Regions from separate parts of the Mus musculus genome. Here region 1 is linked to region 2. A link is a contact called in public HiChIP or PLAC-seq data. All regions are on one chromosome and are shown on one strand. The core of a region is the stretch at or near the end of the contact, and the rest is flanking DNA. Distances in the headings are between cores, read along the strand shown.

Region 1 (4,749 bases), core at 1,493-3,992, 33 kb after region 2:
TGTGGGCACTGAACTCTCACCTGTTCATACACGTGTGTGCATGTGCTCACGTGCGCGCGCGCGGACACACACACACACACAAACACACACAACAATTAAATCTACAAGCAAAATAAGTAAAATATAAAAATTAGGATTATAATTGTACTAGTTTTATTATATTTACAAAATCTCCTTTCAAAACTGGATCCAAAGTGGATGGTAATATGTTGTGTACTTCTCAAGGTAGAATTTAAGTAAGAATCAAGAAAGAAAATAATTTTTGGCTTCCAAAATACTTCAAGATATAGTTATTTAATCATGTTATATAATTTAATCCTATGGTCATTATTTGATCTAGTAATTTTCTACAACTTAATAAATTGAATTCTGAGATATTAGATTTTAATATTGAATTTGTGCTTATGCTATCTGGAAGTGAAGTAATTTTTATTGTCAAGATAAAGATCTTAAAGTCTTTATTCCTTTATAAAATCACAGAAAAAGGTAATATTACACTTGACATATTATAATGGACTCCTTTATATTACAGCACCAAGCAGTTCTTCTTGTTCCTCTTGAATTTTTGAATTCATTTACTTGTTCATTTACTTAAATTTTGTTCCAAAACTATGTCATAATATTATTCAGCAGAAAATGTGCAGTGTCAGGCACAGAGAATAATTATTGTATTTCCTCGGGTCCTATGGGGGTCAGCCACTGTATGCTATTGGATGTTTTATGTGTCTTAATCTCTGAGCCCAAAGGTTCTTTGACACCCATCCCACAGTGGAAGAGACACTAGTTAACCAACTTGCCTACAGCAACGTGTCAACCTCATGATTGGCTGATCTGATTGCAGATCTTTGATGTGTAATTCACTTGTCAGGCCTCAACCACCTTGTCTGGTTACTACAGCAGCTGCACATGGGAACATTTGCTTCTACTTAGCCACCTAGAAGCCACTCACCCAAGAGGACTTGAAGAAATACCAACCAATCGTGTTATATATTCTTATGTGTGAGAATTATTACTTAAGTGGTGAAATGAAGTGACAGAATGCTGTCCCCTTCACTTCCCCTCCCCTTATCCCCAAGAATCAAGCTGGGAAACTGTAAATGTTACCTTAATTTAGAACAAGGTAATTTCAAAATGTGCTTAAATCTGGAGATAGTGATATTGTCTTGGGTCATTTAGATGGGGCCCCAATGTCAACACATGTCTCTTAGTAGAAGAAACTAGAAGATGAAGGAGTGGGAAAGACAGCAGTGAAGACAGAGAAAGATGCAGAAAGCCAAGAAGTGACACCACAGTAGCCTGTGGCAGGAATGTGGCACTGAACATTTTGGTCTGAGTAATACTGCTTTACCACATCTGCCTTCTAGAACTATGGGAGAGTACATTTCTGTTGTTTTAATGCATCCAGCTGAGAGTAAGCTAAAGCAGATCACTTTTCAAAGCTTCCTGCCATGTCCTTTTTGACCCTGGCACCTACCAATCTTTCCATAAAAGCAGAAATCTTTGTTACCCTGGCTTGTCATTTTGTCCCCAGAGTCTGGACTGGCATTTAGAAAGAACAGGCACTCACAGTCAACTTTACAAAGACTGTGTTCTGAGAGAGTCAGTGTCTACTTGAGGGACCCATGCTGTGCTTGACTTGCTGGCCTGATGCTGCAGACCCTTTTGGTCTCTATCTGCATAGAACAGGGTCTCTGGTTGCAGGTGGACAAGGAGTCAGCAAATGACAGGCAAAATCAACACAAGAGGTTGTGTAGGATCTGAATGTATTGTCACCAAGTGAACACAAGTCTTATATAATGCAGAAAATAAAAGGGGTAGGAAGTCACAGCAGGCAAAGTACATTGAAGTTACCTGACACAAAACAAAGGAATGACTTCAAAGGGACTTACAGGAACCAGGTAATATTTACAGTAAAGATAAAACTGTCCTACCTAGGGTCAGCTTAATGAAAGGTAAGGATTTCACACCCTAGTCACAATTTGTGCTACTCCTTTGAACCTTGTGAAAGCTAGCACCAGGGGGGTCTGCTCTAGCAGATCTTCTCATGAATAATGCAATACCACAATCCCCCTATTTCCTAGGCCTTGATAAATTCTCCTATGAGTGTAACTTGGCTGTTCTTTTAAGTATCTGTGGAGAATCTCCATTTGTCCAAAGAATTCACCAACTTGCTTCTAATATGCAATGTAGCCTATTATACCTGGCTGTAGTGAAGATTCCTGTCTCAGTGGGATTCCTTAACTCTTACATCATAACCAGCCTATTAGCTAAGCCATTGTGTATTCCCTTGTTTGGGTGAGACTGGCTACTGTCCTAAGTAATCACTGCAGACTAGCCCTGAGCTATTCCAGCTCCATTCTTTGTAATGCATAGTTAGTTTCACTGTTTCTACTAGAAGAAAATTTGAATATTACTGAATAGATAGCCTTCTCACTGAATTCCAAGCTCATCTGCTTCAAGGATTTTCTATGACGTTGGAACACTGGTGGAGGCTTACCTATGTCAGAATTCAATCTTTAGTGGCACTTATAATAAAATAATACTAAAAGAGAGCACGTGGATCCATACACCAGACTAACTCTGGGATATGGTATGAGTATACAGGTTATGAGAACGCCTGGTTCCAGGAGGTTAAGTTTCCTTGAAACTCTTTGCCTCATGAGTGCTTCCAGGCCTCTTGGCCTGCCAAGCAGACTTCACTGGAGTGTGCGTAGCAGCCTGACTCACTGAAGCGTTCTTGAGTGAGTCAGCACTGTTGGTATCTGTAACACTGACTTGTGCACTCAGAGAGACACTTTACAGGGGTGGGAGGGGAAGGTGAAGTACAGAACAGAAGACGACAGAGACACGGGCTATTAAACCAATATGAAAATTATTTAAAGTTGGGAGATGTTATATAGCAATATTTTGATTCAGAAAAAAACCTACAACTTTCGCTGTTACTACTATTTGTGACATTATTTTCCTGAGTTAGTTGATACAGTAAGAAAATACCAGAACTATCATCCAGCTGAATGAAACAGCATTTTATACTGGGTACAGACAGATTCTTAAATGATCTCATTTTGAAATTTGAATAAAAAGCATTTACTTTGCAAATAAAGGTATTTGTCAATGAAGAGCTGCATGTGTTTTAAAAAGCCTCTTTGGAAGTAGCACAGTTGAATGGTCAGTAAGGATCACTCACTGTGGAGCAGGTGCTGTGTGTTGTGCCTTAGATACATTCTCTCAACAATTGTCAGCGCTATCCGATTTCAAGCTGACAGATGTAACTTAAATCTCACTGTTTGACTGTAATGTTAGGTTTGTAAGAAGAATGGAAGAATGTAATTGATTTTGATAGTGCTCTGAAAAATAAAAACAGCCTTAGCTAAGGATTGAACGAGTACAAGTGAGCAATACAGACTCCTTTCTTCTTTGGTCTGCATCTCAGAAAATGTTTCTCTCTTCCTCGCTGTAGTTGCCAATTTCTGAGATAAAAGTTTAAATTCTGAGAAAAGCAAGAGGGTTTTATGAAAGCAGCATAATTATACATCTTAAGCAGAACATGATGTTCTAGGACCCCTGCAGGTCACAGACAGCCTGTGGTGGAGCATAGCATTCCATTGGCTGACACTGATTGCAGGCAGGGAAAGAGGAGAGGGGAAGATTCCCACAGTGGCATGAGGTTAATGGAGGTTCCCAGCGTCAGGGTAAGAATCAGCCAGGAAGGAGGAAGCTTTCTGGTCTAGAGGTATAGAGTTATAGAAGAGTCACCCGGTTCTCCACGAAGGAAAATGGATACAGCTGCAACTGGAGGAATCGCAGCAGGAACACACAGTGGAGACTGCTCTTTTTGTTTTATAGTGCAAAATAAAATGTTGCCGACCATAGTCATTCAAGGATAGTGTCTGCATTATGATTGTGCATTTAATGTTTGTTTATATTTAAGGACAAAATAGATTGGCATTACTAATTACTTCATAGTAATAAAGTTCTATGGAAACATTTATACGTATGTAGATTGGGCATAAAGGAAGAATCATATAAGGAAGACAATTATTTTTTTCTTTTGTGACCGGGCCTGACTTAGCCCAGGCTGGTCTCAGATTGTCTATACATTGAAGGATGGATCTATGTCTTGAACCTCTGATCCTTGTGCCTCATCCTGCCACCCCCAAGTGTCACAATTACAGGCATGTGTCACCACACTCAGCAGTTAATATCTTTCACGAGATTTAAAGTTTGATTTGTGTTTCATAAAATTCAAGTAGAGAGCAATGTTCTTATATTTGCTTCTTGGCCATTTTACCATCCATCCTGCCTGTAATAAAAAAAAGAACTGAATCTTCTGAAATTCTTTTAAATGTGCAGTTGAGCTTAAAAGAATAAAAAACAATCCCCTGGGCTGAAAAGGGTTTCTAAAACTAGGTTAGCCTCTAAATGCACGTGCTCGTGTCTTTGCTACAGCCTGTCAGAGGCGATCACAAGACTGCCACAGGAGTTGACTCTCAAGAGCAGGATGATGCTGAGTCGGGTATAGGGACACTGGCTTGCCTGTTTGCTTTACTATAGACTCTGTGTTGCTCTGGCTAGGCTTGCTCTCACAATACCTATTTTCTGAGCACCAGTTCAGATGTGCCACCATATCTGGAGGTGGCTCGACTTTTAACAGAATTTTACAGGTTGCAGGATAGAGTCTGTATCAGGTTGGGATAACTCACAACTTTTTACCCAGCAGTGCCACCTATAGGTCTCCTCTGTTTGGGA
Region 2 (4,607 bases), core at 576-3,075:
GGAGAATCCAGAGTGAACATGACCAGATGGAGCTGTGCCATGTGAGCAGGGGGAAGGGCTGGGAGAAGGGGCAGAGGGAACCAGGTGCAGCGGCCAGGTCAAAGGTACAAATAGGGCGAGTAACCAAGATGTCTGGGTTATATGGGGAAGAGCCTCTGGGGGGAAGGGCAGGCAGCCCCTGGGCTGGGGAGTTCAGGGTAGAGGGCAGAGTGTGCTAGCCATACCCTCTAACAGGCAGGGAATGAGGGATGCTAGGAGAACCTGGAGACCAGGTCCGATTGGATGTATCAAATAGGCACCTTGGCCCTTTGTCCTGGCTTTGAGAGCTAATGGTTTGTTTCATGAAGAAGCCAGAGGAAGCTATCCAGTGTCTTGCCCTGCTTTTCTCCGTCATGGTAGGGTCTCTCATGGAAGTGGAAGGCAGATTGCAAGCTCTTGGGGTCCTTTTGTCTTCAGCCCCCACGTGTGGGGGTTACAGGCTCATGCTGGCTTTTTAAAAATTATTATTATTAAATGTGGGTGCTAGGATCTGAATTCATTTCTTTAGAACTGCCCAGCAAGTGTTCTTACTCTTTGAGACATCATGTGTGTGGTGTGTGTGTGTGCATGCCTGTAAGATGGAGTGAGTGTGGAGGTCATTGGACAACTTGTAAGACTCAGTCCCTTCTTTCACTGTGTCCAATGGATGGAACTGAGTGTCAGGTGTGGCACTTTTACCTATGTAAATGGCTGTGCACGTCTGCGTATTGTCAGGCGGTCAAAAGAGGGCCCTGGAATTGGACTTTCAGGGGTTTACTAGTCCCTACAGTAGCGCTAGGTATAGAAACTGTGTCTTCTGGAAGAGGAGCCAGTGTTTTTAACAACTGGGTCATCTCTCCAACCCTTCCCTGTCTTATTTTGACTAGAACCAAATGTAAGCGAGTTGAATCAATGTGCTCCCCTAGAGCAAGAGCAAGGTAGTGCTCCACCGAGGTCTTACACATCTCTTTCTACCCACTGTGCTAAGCACTACCTCCCAGTTCTCTAAGAAGAGCTGCACTCATCATGGCCCAAGTTTTATCCGAAAGGGCTGGCTGTAACCTCTCTTAGTAAATCCTTATTGATTTTTCAGGATTCAGTATAGGTCTTTTTTTTTTTTTTTTTTTTTTTTAAAGAAGGCATTTTGGGACATTTTCCTTCTTCCAACGTCAGGACTGCAGAACTGTATTCGCATATACCTGTCTCCTATCCTCAGGCACACACTAGGCACTAAACCAGCTTGATTTGGCCACTCGAGGGTCCCTAGGCCGGGAGTTGAGTTAGCAGGGGCTTGTCTACACCAGAAGCAGGCCAGCAGAGCAGCCACCAAATAACCAGAAAGTCACTCTCACAGGTGCAGAGGAGCCCAGCACACTGCACACTTCCCCCGCTTCACTCTCATTGGCTCAGCCTGCCCGCGCCCATTTCCCGCCCCCGGCCCGCCTCCTGGCCGCCTGGGGACGCGGAGAGCTCTGCGCACGCGCCGAGGGGCGGGGCTCGCCCCATAAGGGTGGGGCGGGGGCCCAGGGAGCCGGACCAGGGAGCGTCGTTGCGCGGCAGTTGCGTCCTACCTCGCGCGCAGACCCCGGGCGGGGGCGGGGCCGAGGCGGCCGCTGAGGCGGCTCCCTGTTCTGGTCCCGCCCCCTCCACCCGCCCCGCCCCCTCCACCCGCCCCGCCCCCTCGGTGCGCTGCTCTCCGGCTCCCGCCGCGCTCGTGTTCTCGTCGCCTGCGGCCTCTTGCTCTGCTTCCCCGCGGCCGAGAGCGGGACCAGAGAGTCCTTCTGGTGGGCGGCGCGGGGCTGCGCGCGTCCGGCATCCCGGGGCCGCTCGGGCGGGCCGGCGAGGGAGCCCCTCGGCGGTCCATGCATCCGCCGCCGCCCGACGCCGGCGTCGCGATGGATTTCGGGCAGAACAGCCTGTTTGGCTACATGGAGGACCTGCAGGAGCTCACCATCATCGAGAGGCCGGTCCGCCGGAGCCTCAAGGTGCGCGGGACCGAGAGACGCTCCCCTCAGGGCTGCCCGCCGTCCGACTGCCCCTCGGCGCTCCAGCGCCAGTCGCCCTGTCACCGCAGCCGCTTCAGAGCTTCATTCCCTGCCGCAGCCAAGGGTCGGCCTGTCCCTGACCCCTGACTGGAACCAGTCCCTTACCCTGGCTAGAGCTAGCCCTGCCTCCTGACTGAGGCTAGTCCCTTCCTCTGACTGGAGCCGGCTGGGTCCCTTGACTACGGCCAGCCCAGTCTCCGAACTGAAATCAACCTGCCCCTGACTAACTGGAATCAGCCGGGCCCCCCCGACTTGGTCCCCCGACTGCGGCCAGCCCTGCGCCCCACCCGGCTCCGGCCTCCCCCAGGAACGGCCAAGCCGCTGTTCTCGGGGCCAGCCTCCGCAGCCAGCTCCTCAGCCCGTGGTGCTGTCCCAGGTTCTGGTCGCTGGCCCATCCTGGGTTTCACACAGCCCTAGTTCCATCTCTCGCCCGGACGTCTCAGGTCCCATCCTTTCACGGTCCTACCCCCACCTCTGCATAAGATCAAGCTTGGGTCTCCCCGTGCAGCATGGCCTCCTTCACCTTCCAAGGAGAGGCACCCTTCCCAGAGTCGCCCTAGTTTAGGGTTTGAAAGCTTCTCCTCAACCCTTGCCTCCCATCCTGAGTCACCATGCATCCTTTTCCTCCCAGGTCCTCCAGGACTGTAGGCGGGACCCTGCTCCCCAGCCCCCTTGAGGGGAGTCAACCTTCTGTTTCCCCCCCTACCTCGCTCCCCAACCCCGCAGAGTCATCTTTCCAGCCTTGTGGGGTTTCAACCCTCATCCTCACAGATGACAAACCTAGTTTATGGGCCCCTTCCCTACCCTTCTTGCCAGTTCTTCATTACCTTTCTAGAGCCTTTGATTTTCTTTCCGTCTGAGTTCATTCGGTTCCCAACAGGAGCTACAAAGCTTGTCCTTTCTGTTTTATTCAACTCCCCTTTAAAGCATTTCCCAGTGTGGAAAATGTTGTAGCGGCTTGGGGTACTGCGTTGAAGACAAAAAAATATGTGAATATATAGGTAAATATGTTCACATGTGGTATGTATGTGTAATGAAGTTGATTCCATTGAGGTCCTACAGTCTATAAGGCAGAAGAGTACAGATAGTCCCCCCTCTCAGCACTCAACTGGAGATCTGTGTTTAATATGGTGTAGAACAATCCTCAGATTCCAGATTAGTTGTCATTGCTATAATTGTGAATTTTTACCAATAGGGTCTTCAAGGGTCTTTGGGAGCCAACAGTGACCAAATGTTTGTGTGCCTAATTTGCATTTTATCCTTGACAGACACCAGAAGAAATAGAAAGACTGACTGTTGATGAAGATCTCAGTGATATTGACAGGGCTGTTTATCTGCTCAGGTAGGTCTCACTCTTTCTTGCAAATTGCTGCCCTTTGCCTGTTGGGCAAACATGAGCTGTTTCTGAAATGTCATGTCTCAGTTGCTGAGGGTGTTCAGACGGACTGTTCCCCTTGAACAGGGTACTTTTTTGCATGCATCACAATTATGTTATGAATTATGTTAGGTTTGGGCTTATGGATCTGAGAACTGGAATCAAATAACATATCTAATTTAAAGAACACTGCCTGGAGGAGGAACTGCAGAGCAGCTAATGGTTTGAATTGAATCACATCCTTTTGAAATTACTTTCCAAGTATGCTCATGCACGAGTCAGTAAGCATAGATAAGATTTAAAGGTACCCAGTGATTAAAATTTTAAGTTTATTGTAGAGAATGGATATTGTATGCAATACTATATAGAAAAATTCAAAAACATGAATTTTTGCTCAGAATATAGTTTATTATTACTTTTGTAATGTGAGCTTTATATTGCTTGCAAGTTTCTTTTTTTCTTTTTTTTTTTAAATTAAGTTGACTCTACTCTCTAAGTTTCAGACCATCTCGTGGGCTCTACAGAATAGCTTGAGACAAGTGGTTATGTTGTCGCTATATATGCTTCTGATGATTCTACATTACTTCAGTCACAAAGGTCTCCATTTGGGTGCTGGGCGCGGGGGTGGGGTGGGGATTACAGTACATTGCTAGAATCAACTTATATTATGCAGATATGTATAAACACAGTAATACAAATGATTTGAATAATTTTAAAGGGTAAATATATTGATGAAAAGTCTTCAGAAATAGAAAATCTTCTAGGCGTTTGTATATATTTAAGAATTATTTTCACCTGTGTGTGTGTGTGTATGTATATAATTTTCTTTTCTTTTGGGAAATTAGTCTTTGTGATCGCTGTTTAGAATCAGGGTTTGAAGACTGGTGCTACCTCCTATAAAGTCCGTCTCCTTTGTTTAGGTCTGCCTTACTAGCTTCAGCTGCTGTCTATCTTCTTATTCTGTTCTTGATTATAGATTATAGATCATATTTCCAGTCCCATGGTATTCATTGAATGATTATATAAAGAATTCCTTAAGATTCTTCCCCCTCTTCCTCAGATTCAGGGCCTTGTCTGTGTTACACAAAGTGTTTACCACAGAACTGCACCCTCAGCCTCTCTTCAGGACTTTCCTTCAATATTCTTCCTGGTGGCACCATGAGTTTCTC

Evidence for each region. HiChIP or PLAC-seq counts read pairs in DNA pulled down with a chosen protein or histone mark.
Region 1: a contact with region 2 is called in an H3K27ac HiChIP or PLAC-seq map of embryonic stem cells, with 6 read pairs. The contact joins the enhancer-like site here to the promoter of Ppp4r4 in region 2. A contact is called at or near these places in 13 of 484 Hi-C or Micro-C datasets (cortical neurons, embryonic fibroblasts, embryonic stem cells and 3 more), 5 of 115 datasets of contacts at active chromatin or transcription factors (embryonic stem cells and epiblast stem cells) and 3 of 9 other capture datasets (adipose tissue, embryonic stem cells and liver).

Annotation. Positions count from the first base shown.
Region 1 is chr12:103,562,604-103,567,352 of GRCm38.p6, forward strand. All of the region lies in intron 3 of Ppp4r4 (protein phosphatase 4, regulatory subunit 4), which reads left to right. Among named protein-coding and RNA genes, the nearest start is that of Ppp4r4, 32 kb to the left of the region's middle. Within about 2 kb of position 2,743, at least 34 of the 459 cell types and tissues checked have an H3K27ac peak or open chromatin away from gene starts, as enhancers often do. A contact at or near this core is called in embryonic stem cells, epiblast stem cells and trophoblast stem cells, where this site is marked.
Region 2 is chr12:103,530,740-103,535,346 of GRCm38.p6, forward strand. It overlaps Ppp4r4 (protein phosphatase 4, regulatory subunit 4), which reads left to right and starts at 1,826. Exons shown (of 25, transcript NM_028980.3): 1 at 1,826-2,003; 2 at 3,332-3,405. The coding sequence starts at 1,881.